Regions from separate parts of the Mus musculus genome. Here all the other regions are linked to region 3. A link is a contact called in public promoter capture Hi-C data. All regions are on one chromosome and are shown on one strand. The core of a region is the stretch at or near the end of the contact, and the rest is flanking DNA. Distances in the headings are between cores, read along the strand shown.

Region 1 (2,700 bases), core at 23-2,522, 510 kb before region 3:
GCTCTATCTAGGTTCTGCCTGTATGAGTTCTTAGGGAATCAGTTCTCAACCTCTGGGTCGTGACCCACTTTCACAGTGACCCCATTCACAGGGGTCGCATATCAGATATTTACATCATGATCATAACAGTAGCACAATTATAGTTATGAAGTAACAACAACATGAGGAACTGTATTAAAGGGTTAGAGCATTAGGAAGGTTGAGAACCACCGCCTTAGGGGACCTGCGTTTTACTGTAACTACTAACGGCCTTGCCTGAAACGAGGGTTTCTGATGGTTCAGTGACCCTGCTAGTGGCCAGGACCTGCCCTGGCTTTCTGTGTCTCTTTCCCTCCAGTCCTCTCCAGTGGCTCTCCTGGTCATCTCCTCATTTGCATCTATGGATCGTTCTGGGGCTTACAGGAGCTTCTGCATCTCCAGTGCATGCAATGCTCCCTCTGTCCAGGTTCCTAGCCTGGGCTTAGGTGGGCGCTCTGACTTGCGCAGCCATATGCTTCCTCAGTCACACTTTCAAAGGCATGGCCTGGATCCTCTCCGGTCAGTGACGTGGATCAATCACGCGGCTCTTTGTCTGTGCTACTTTTCAAAACTTCTTTCGTCAGCAATTCATTTTCCCCCCTTTTGTTATTTCATATGGGCAGGTCCCGTTAACCTCATCTTGACTATTTCATCTAATTACAGTCTTACAGATAACAGGGGATGTTATTTTTCCTACTGTACAAAGAAGGAGCACTCCACTTGGGTAACTAATTCCTTAGGATCTAGGTCTGGAATGTCGAGGCACCGGTGAAGAACCGGGCTTTGGTCAACTTTTGAGCTAGGGCCGCAGGATCTGTGGCGGCAGCAGTGTCCACTAGGGGGCGGCAGAGGCCCGGCGTGCTCTGGTTCATCCTTGGGCTTTCCCTTTGCTTCCTCCCTCTAATGCTAATTCTTGCAAGTTCCTTACAACCCTGGCGACTTCTAAGCTTATCCCGGTTGCTCCACAGCTTTGCTTCTTGGACTGTGGGATGAGACACTCCTCACAGCTTTTCGTTGCAAGTAAACAGAGAACAGAAGTCACAGCAACTTGGAAATAAAGATGTGCAAAGACTGGCTGGATTTGGACGGTCACTAGTTTTCTGGCTGTCTTCTCTACAGTTTGGCTTTGTTTTCAGACTCTTTTCCCACTTAGTCAACCAGCTGCCTGCTGCTGTTCTAGCCTCACATCAAACAATGCAGAAAAAGTGAGATCTTCTTAGGCCACCCATAAGTCTTGGCTCTACTTGATGGGATCAAATGTGGGGTACACAGGTTTCCTCCAAACCCTGACAACAGCGGCCTACCGAAGCAAGGACTGGCTTGGGTCAAGTATGTTTCGCAGTCAATGTCTGTGCTAAACAGGCTGAGAGTCTGCACTTATCTCAAGCTAGTAAGAGCCGACCTTAGGAGCTGGGGTGCAGGCCAACCCCTTGAAAGCACACCAACGCATGCTGTAAGAGCAGCTGAGGCATGTTGGTAAGCATTTATAGATATTCATAATGGGAGAGTCCACAGGGCCAGGATCAGACCCAAGGCCCTAACAAGTGTTCTCTGTGTGAGCTGCTACCTAAGGGCTCCCTGCAGACTCAAAAGCAGCTCACAGCCACAGAGGGTTTGTAGCTCCTGCCCTGAGAAGCCAGTGAGGTGAGGGCTGGGATCTGACCTATTTATAGTCTGGTTCCTTTGCTGTCTCAGAATAGAGTAACCACCAGGCATAATGCTAAGATTGAGTAAGTATCTAAAGGTCTTCAGAGAACGCACTGCTTACTTAGAAGGGAGGAATGTCAGTAGATACAGCACGGAACTAAGAGAGCCTGTGGGAGCTACGCATGTACATGAGGCTAAAGGTGCACACAGTGACAGCATTTCCTTTAGCTTGTGGAGGCCAATCTGTGCCTTAGAGAGAGCATCTTCATGATTTGATGGATCAGGGAAATGAGCCATGGGAAGAAGGGATGGACCTGGCAGGAGTTGGAGGAAACGGGAACCAAATACCAGTAAACTTAGAAGTCCAGGGCTCATCACTTCCTTTGTCTCCAAAACACATATAGTTTGTTGATGTTACTTGATAGTTTCAAATCCTAACATCCTGAAATGGGATGTGGGGTGGAAAGCACAAACAAAACAAAACAATGAGCCACACCTGCCTCTGATGAAGGTGTTAGATACTCGGTCCCCAGGCACAGGCTGCAGAAGACAGCTGCGGGTGTCAGGTGTGTGCAGGAAAGCTATATCTCCCTCCACATTCCCCGTAACTTGTACACATTGAGTAGGGTTTCAAACCCGGCTGCCTTGGCAGTGAGATGGTTCTTTGGCTCCTCAGCACTCCAGATTTGTGACATCAGAAAGGTAGACTGGTTTTTCTGCTCTTGAAAAAAAAAGAAGGGTTGTTTCTCTAGCTGAGGGAGAGATAGACACATGGGTAGCTGGCATAAGTTTCTACGTTGGCAGGGTGATGAACTTAACAACTGGCTTCTCATGAGAACCCCTGCAGTGCAAATGCGCACCATCCACTACCTGCAGCGATCAGCTCTCCGTGTTTCTTCTGGGCATTGCCTTCTTCTTGGCGCAGCCTTTTATCAGGGACAAGGACTGACCCTCAAGGGGCAAAGCACAGTCAAAGCCACTTGTATTATTTACCTAGACGTTGGCAGGACCACATGTCATTTTTCTGGGGGTGGG
Region 2 (2,700 bases), core at 38-2,537, 440 kb after region 3:
GTAACTGTGTGCAGCTTCAGCATAGGCGACCTCAGAGCATGCCTCCAACAAGGCTAAACCTCCTAATAGTGTCACTCCCCATCCAAGCATTTAAACATGTAAGTCTATGGGGACCATACCTATTCAAACCACCACAAGTACCAGCCTGGTACCTGATCCTTAGTGTCATTAACTGGGGCAGGGACCTCAGTCAGACCTGATCTTTATCCATATTTGGGTTGTAGGGCCAGGAGAGTGGCTATAATGCCTAAATTAAGGCCTTGACATTTCCCGAAGAGCCAGTGTCGACACAGTGAAGGGGACTGAGGGGCTTCCCTGTCCGTTCTGCATCTGAAGGAGCTAAGACTTTCATGTTCCATCTGTACATAGACCTGCAACCCGGCATCCATGCTGTCTTTGTCAACAGGACCTGAATCATCCACACAGCCACAGAAAGGTGGCCATGGCATGCAGCCTGGGCTTTCCCAAAAAGGCTTCAGCTCCATGGCCCCAAGGCCAAGGCTTCAGTCCAGGGCAACAGCCTCACCAGGGCTGCAGTACAAATCCTTCTCAGTGGCTAGAGGCATCTGGCCAAGATGTCTTCTTTCATGACAGATGAAAAACTGTAAAGAAAAGTCTCGACATCTGGAAAACGGTGCCTTTGTTGTACAGTTAATAAGAGAAAGCCATGTGTTAAAACAAGATGGCTCTTGTCCGAACAATTTTGAATGAACTGCTCCAAGACGTGGATGAGCCAGGAGACAAACTCAGCAGGGAGACAGAGACTTCTGAATTCAGGGAAGTGCTTTCTCCACTTATATGTAAGTAAAAACATCATTTCACTTAGATAATTAAGGCTCAGAGCCTTTGTGCCAGGAGTACTCGCAGGAGTCCAGGTGCCTGGGTCCCATCCAGACCAATTAAACCAAACTCTGGGGAAGGGGATGTAAGGGGAGCAAAGAGCATGGGGAGCCTTGCAGGGGGGAGGGGATGGGTGGAAGCATGGAGGTATGGGAGCAGGCATCTGTTTATACTTCGGAGATCACTGATGCTACACTCACTAAGGTTGGAACTTTTTCCACTGAGCTTACATTACTATAACAGTCTTCCTTCTGTGACTCCAGGCACAGGGTCCTCTCCATACCCAGGGCATCCAGGAGGCTGAACCTGGCCATAGAGACCCAGTTGTAAATGCATTTCTCCTCTGGATCCTTAAGTCCAAGGCTGGCAGCAGAGGTATGGATGCTGGTCACAGGATCCCTCCATCCCAGGTCTGGAGATTCTCCAACCTTATTACTCAGTGTACATGTGAGTGATGACCTGCCAGGCAGCTAGATGCCCTGGCCGAGATGGTGGCCTGGTCAGTGTCAGGCAAGAGAACTGAGTTAACTGGGACAAAGCTCTGGATGTGAACCCAACCGAGGAATGAAACAGTCTTCCTGCAGCCACTAATGGATGAAGAACGCCCTGGCTGTAAGTCCAGAGCCACTTTCACAGGACGGTTTCTTTTGCCTGGGGCAGCATCCTCTAGCACAGCTTCCTAATGTGTAAAACGGGATGTTCTCCTTGAAGAGGATTATAAGAAAGTGAGTGTGCAGACAATGGGCAACATCATGTAGCATATCCTAAGATGATACAGATGTGCAGAGGATAATTACAAGCATACTTGAAGAAACATTGAGTCATACTTTGAACTGATGGCCAGTCAAATGACTTCCCTGGTACTCCTTCCTGTCCATCAAAACTAAACAGATAGTTCCGGCAGAGAGCGCAGCGAGCTCGGGAGTGTGGCCTTCTTCGCCCCGGGCCCCTCACGGCCTCGGCCCGCTCCGGGTGAGCCCGAGGGGCCCGGGAGCAGCCTCGGTCCCTACTCTGCGGACGCCAGGAGCCCTCGCCCTCGAGGCAGCCACCGGCTAGGCCACGCGGCCATTCCGCAGCGACTCTTGCCCTGCCAACGATGCGCCTGCATGGCGGCGGCCTCCCCGACTCCACCGGCGCCCTCTCTCCAGGGCCGGGCCCACCGAGGAGTCCCAGCCAGGCCTTCGAGGACGCCTCGAAAGTGGCGGCGAGCGTGGCATGACGGGAAGAATGGCATCCACCTGAAGGCCAAGGCTGGGCCTTCGGGGCTTCTGCGGCCTAAGGCGGCGGGTCTGAGCAAGAACACTCTGCCATCGCCGGCTCGGGACGGGAGGCCCACCCGTGGCCGAGCACGCAGACCTGGATGAACCGAGGCCTCGATGGGCCTGGACGAAGGTGAGCGGGGCCCCGAATCACGGCGAGAGGAACGATCGATTCTTGGGCCGCGGGTCTTCCCTCCACCCGAGAGAAGCCGAGACGCGACAACCGCAGGCGGCCATTCGGAAACGCTGTCGCCGTAGAAGTCCTGTGTATATAATATGAAAAAGCTGCTCTCAACCTTTCCCCCGACCCTTTTTAGACTTCTGGCTAAATCTGGACGTCTAACTGTAGAGATTGCCGACACAGGGTAAAGGAGAGGTAGGAGATGACGTGAATACCCAGTCGCCATAAAAAGAAGATCGTGGACACGTCTTCTGCAAGTGATTTTGAAATGGAATTGTTTAGGCCGCCTCTAGAAAGACCCAGCACTCGTCCCTGTTTGTTCAGTACCTTAGAGGATCCAGCAGGAGGAGGAAGAGGCCCGGAGCCAGATTGGTCGTGTGAAGAAGACGTGTCTCTCTTTTTTATCCTATTGTATTGTGT
Region 3 (2,700 bases), core at 21-2,520:
TCCTAAAAGGGAACTCTCACTTGCCTAACCTAAGTCTGTTTAGTTGACACCTGTAAATTAGCTCTGGATGTTAAAAGCATCAGCCTCTGGCCTCTCTGCCTTGGAATATCCACACGGCCCCAGGACATCCATTGCTGGAATGTGCTGGTTCAAAATGGGTCCACAAATTTCAGGAAATTCCTTTCAAATGGTAGATCCCTCCCGATAAATGTGGATAGACTTAGTATCACACTTTAGTCAGATTAAAGAAAGATGGAATAATGGGTTCAACCCTAGACAGAGAGGAACTGCTGTATACTGAATTGCCATGAGCTTACCCCAGACAACACTTAGGGATTATCTTACAGTTCTGAGAGCCAGAAATCTAGGCACCACATGACCGAGTCTCCTACCCAGAGAATTACAAAACTGAGAGCAAGGTGCTGGCTAGGACTGATCCCTCCCTCCTAGGGCTTGTGAGGCTGTGTCTAGCTTTGGGTCCTAGAGTTACAGACTGACAGCTTCAAGAACTCTCAGCTCTTAGAACCTGTTCTTGAGACCTTGAGAACCGAGCCCCATCCACGACATGAACTTTGTTTATTGAATTAGCGTTTCTACCTTCAAACTCTCTAACGTGTGTTAAAAGGCTGTCTACAAAATAGTATCTCCTGGAGTATACAGGGTTATCTTGGAATTCTGTCTGCCACAATAAGTCATCAGGATCGCCAGCTCTAGAGAAGACTAGCTGCCATACATGGAGGGTATCCAAGCATCCTTCTGCAGAGGCCCACACAGGTACCACCTTGTCCAGCTCTACCCAAAAGCCACACGAGAAGCTTCCTAAAAACAAGTTCTGTAGGCCCTGCTCAGTCTGCAGATGATCCAACCTCAGCTGCCATGCCTTCTGCGACCTCGGTATGGGCTCTGACCCATGGCCACTCAACCTAGCTGCTTCCAGGCCCCTAGCCCATAAAGTGCTATCACATATACTTACTGACTGGAAAAATGCAATGGTTTGAATACTAACTCATGCGCTGTCTGAAATTTTAGGAAATCAGTTGTTGACAGTGAGAAAATGCAGCATTGCAACATTCAAGAAAATTCCAACAGCATTGCTTTCTGCCTTCCTGGACTCAAAGACAGGGGGCTCATTTGGGCTTTTGTCACATTCTCAGTTATGCTGTGGTCACCACTGGCTCCTGTCCCTCTTCTGTGGGAGGTGACAAGCCACATTGCCAACTAACCAGCCCATTCCCTGGAGCCTTGCTGCTTCCTGGTTCATTCCAAAGTCTTCCCAGCATCTTCTCTGGTTCTGATTTGTCCTCAGCTGCCCACTGAGAGCTGAGCTTACCATCTGGCTAGCCTTCTGTGGCTGCCTTGCTTTTCTGCCACTGACTGTCCCTACTTGTGCTGTTGTTGTACATGGGATGTGACCTGAGACCAGCATGATGAGTGAGAAGAAAGGCAGGGACCTCCCATCCTCGGCTTGACTGCCGTGGCTTCATTTAAGCCATTTCACAGTAGGAAGGGAAACTCGTGATGCTAGGCTGTTTCCCCCTCCCAGAACTGTGAACCCAGCCCTAGATAACAAACCATAGCATCTCTGCATCCTCCCTCCTTTGTCAGTGCCACCCCCATTCCCTAGAAATTTCCAGATAGTGTGGAGAATCCCAAGAGCCCAAAGTGGCCAGATGCCTGGCGTGCACCCTGCTCCTAGAAGAATGAATGAACAAGACTTGGCTTCAGACCGTCCCTTCTTACCGCCTGATGGAAACTGGGAACAAAGGACCCTGTGAGCTCCCCCTCCACCGCGTACAGAGCAGGGAGAAGCTGTCTTTCTGAGCAGTAGCAGATCTGTGTGACATGCCACTCCAGACGAAACAAAGCTAGAGCCCATGGCTATTAATACTTCAGGCCAGTTCATCCTGAGCTGTCAGTGGCCACAAAGCACAAGGTAACACAGTCCAGCTCCCGAGCCAGCCTCGGCCTCTGTGAATAATTAGCGCTAAGTATGAGATGTGTGGCTGGATCTAATCTAACCCAAGCTCAATTATTTCACTCAACTGATTGGGTCCTGCCTGGAGCCTGTTCTTCCCGCCTTGGCAGGTGTGCAGCAAGCGCCAGGGACGCACTCCCTGTCCAAATGGGACCGTGTGTCTAGAAAGCAGCTACAGGAACCTCTGAGAAATTCGATCCTCCAGCTCCGGATTCACTTTCCTGCCCGCTTCTCACCTAATTCCCATTCCAGAAGCAGGATGCTGGGACACACACACACACACACACACACACACACACACACACACACAATTACAAGAATGATCACTAAAATAGGTTGGCAATTGATGCCCAAGCTTCATCCCTTGGCACTGACTGTATACACTCTTTCCCCATCTGCATCTTCTGAGGTCTCTCATTTTACAGTAATCTTGAGCCCTTTTTTAAACATTCCAAACACATCCCTCCATCTTCCTTTTGCCTCTTCAGGCTCTTCACTTTCCTCGGGCCACCTTGCAACCTGGGCTATAGAGTGTCTCTAGTCCTGAGCTTAGATCTTGAGGCCATGGAAGTCTCCTTAGAGCACATCTTGCCAGTGTCTATGTCCAGCCTGAGTCTCTGTGTGTAGTGTGCTGCCTCCTCCTTTGGGCACTACTGAGCATACCTCTTCTTTCTGGGAGCAGAGCCTAAGCAACCCCAGGTTCTCAGGGTTCAGGGCCCCCAGGT

What was found. Promoter capture Hi-C pulls out the DNA fragments that hold promoters and counts their contacts.
Region 1: a contact with region 3 is called in a promoter capture Hi-C map of the 3T3-L1 cell line, with 6 times the contacts expected there. The contact joins two enhancer-like sites. A contact is called at or near these places in 2 of 39 promoter capture datasets (the 3T3-L1 cell line and cranial neural crest), 1 of 484 Hi-C or Micro-C datasets (cerebral cortex) and 1 of 115 datasets of contacts at active chromatin or transcription factors (embryonic stem cells).
Region 2: a contact with region 3 is called in a promoter capture Hi-C map of cranial neural crest. The contact joins two enhancer-like sites. A contact is called at or near these places in 1 of 39 promoter capture datasets (cranial neural crest) and 1 of 9 other capture datasets (embryonic trunk).

Annotation. Positions count from the first base shown.
Region 1 is chr6:116,767,044-116,769,743 of GRCm38.p6, forward strand. No RefSeq gene overlaps it. Among named protein-coding and RNA genes, the nearest start is that of Gm36788, 6.8 kb to the right of the region's middle. Within about 2 kb of position 1,273, at least 14 of the 459 cell types and tissues checked have an H3K27ac peak or open chromatin away from gene starts, as enhancers often do.
Region 2 is chr6:117,714,609-117,717,308 of GRCm38.p6, forward strand. All of the region lies in intron 2 of 1700030F04Rik (RIKEN cDNA 1700030F04 gene), which reads right to left. Among named protein-coding and RNA genes, the nearest start is that of 1700030F04Rik, 36 kb to the right of the region's middle. Within about 2 kb of position 1,288, at least 5 of the 459 cell types and tissues checked have an H3K27ac peak or open chromatin away from gene starts, as enhancers often do.
Region 3 is chr6:117,278,236-117,280,935 of GRCm38.p6, forward strand. No RefSeq gene overlaps it. Among named protein-coding and RNA genes, the nearest start is that of Cxcl12, 110 kb to the left of the region's middle. RefSeq lists an enhancer at 974-2,174. Within about 2 kb of position 1,271, at least 33 of the 459 cell types and tissues checked have an H3K27ac peak or open chromatin away from gene starts, as enhancers often do.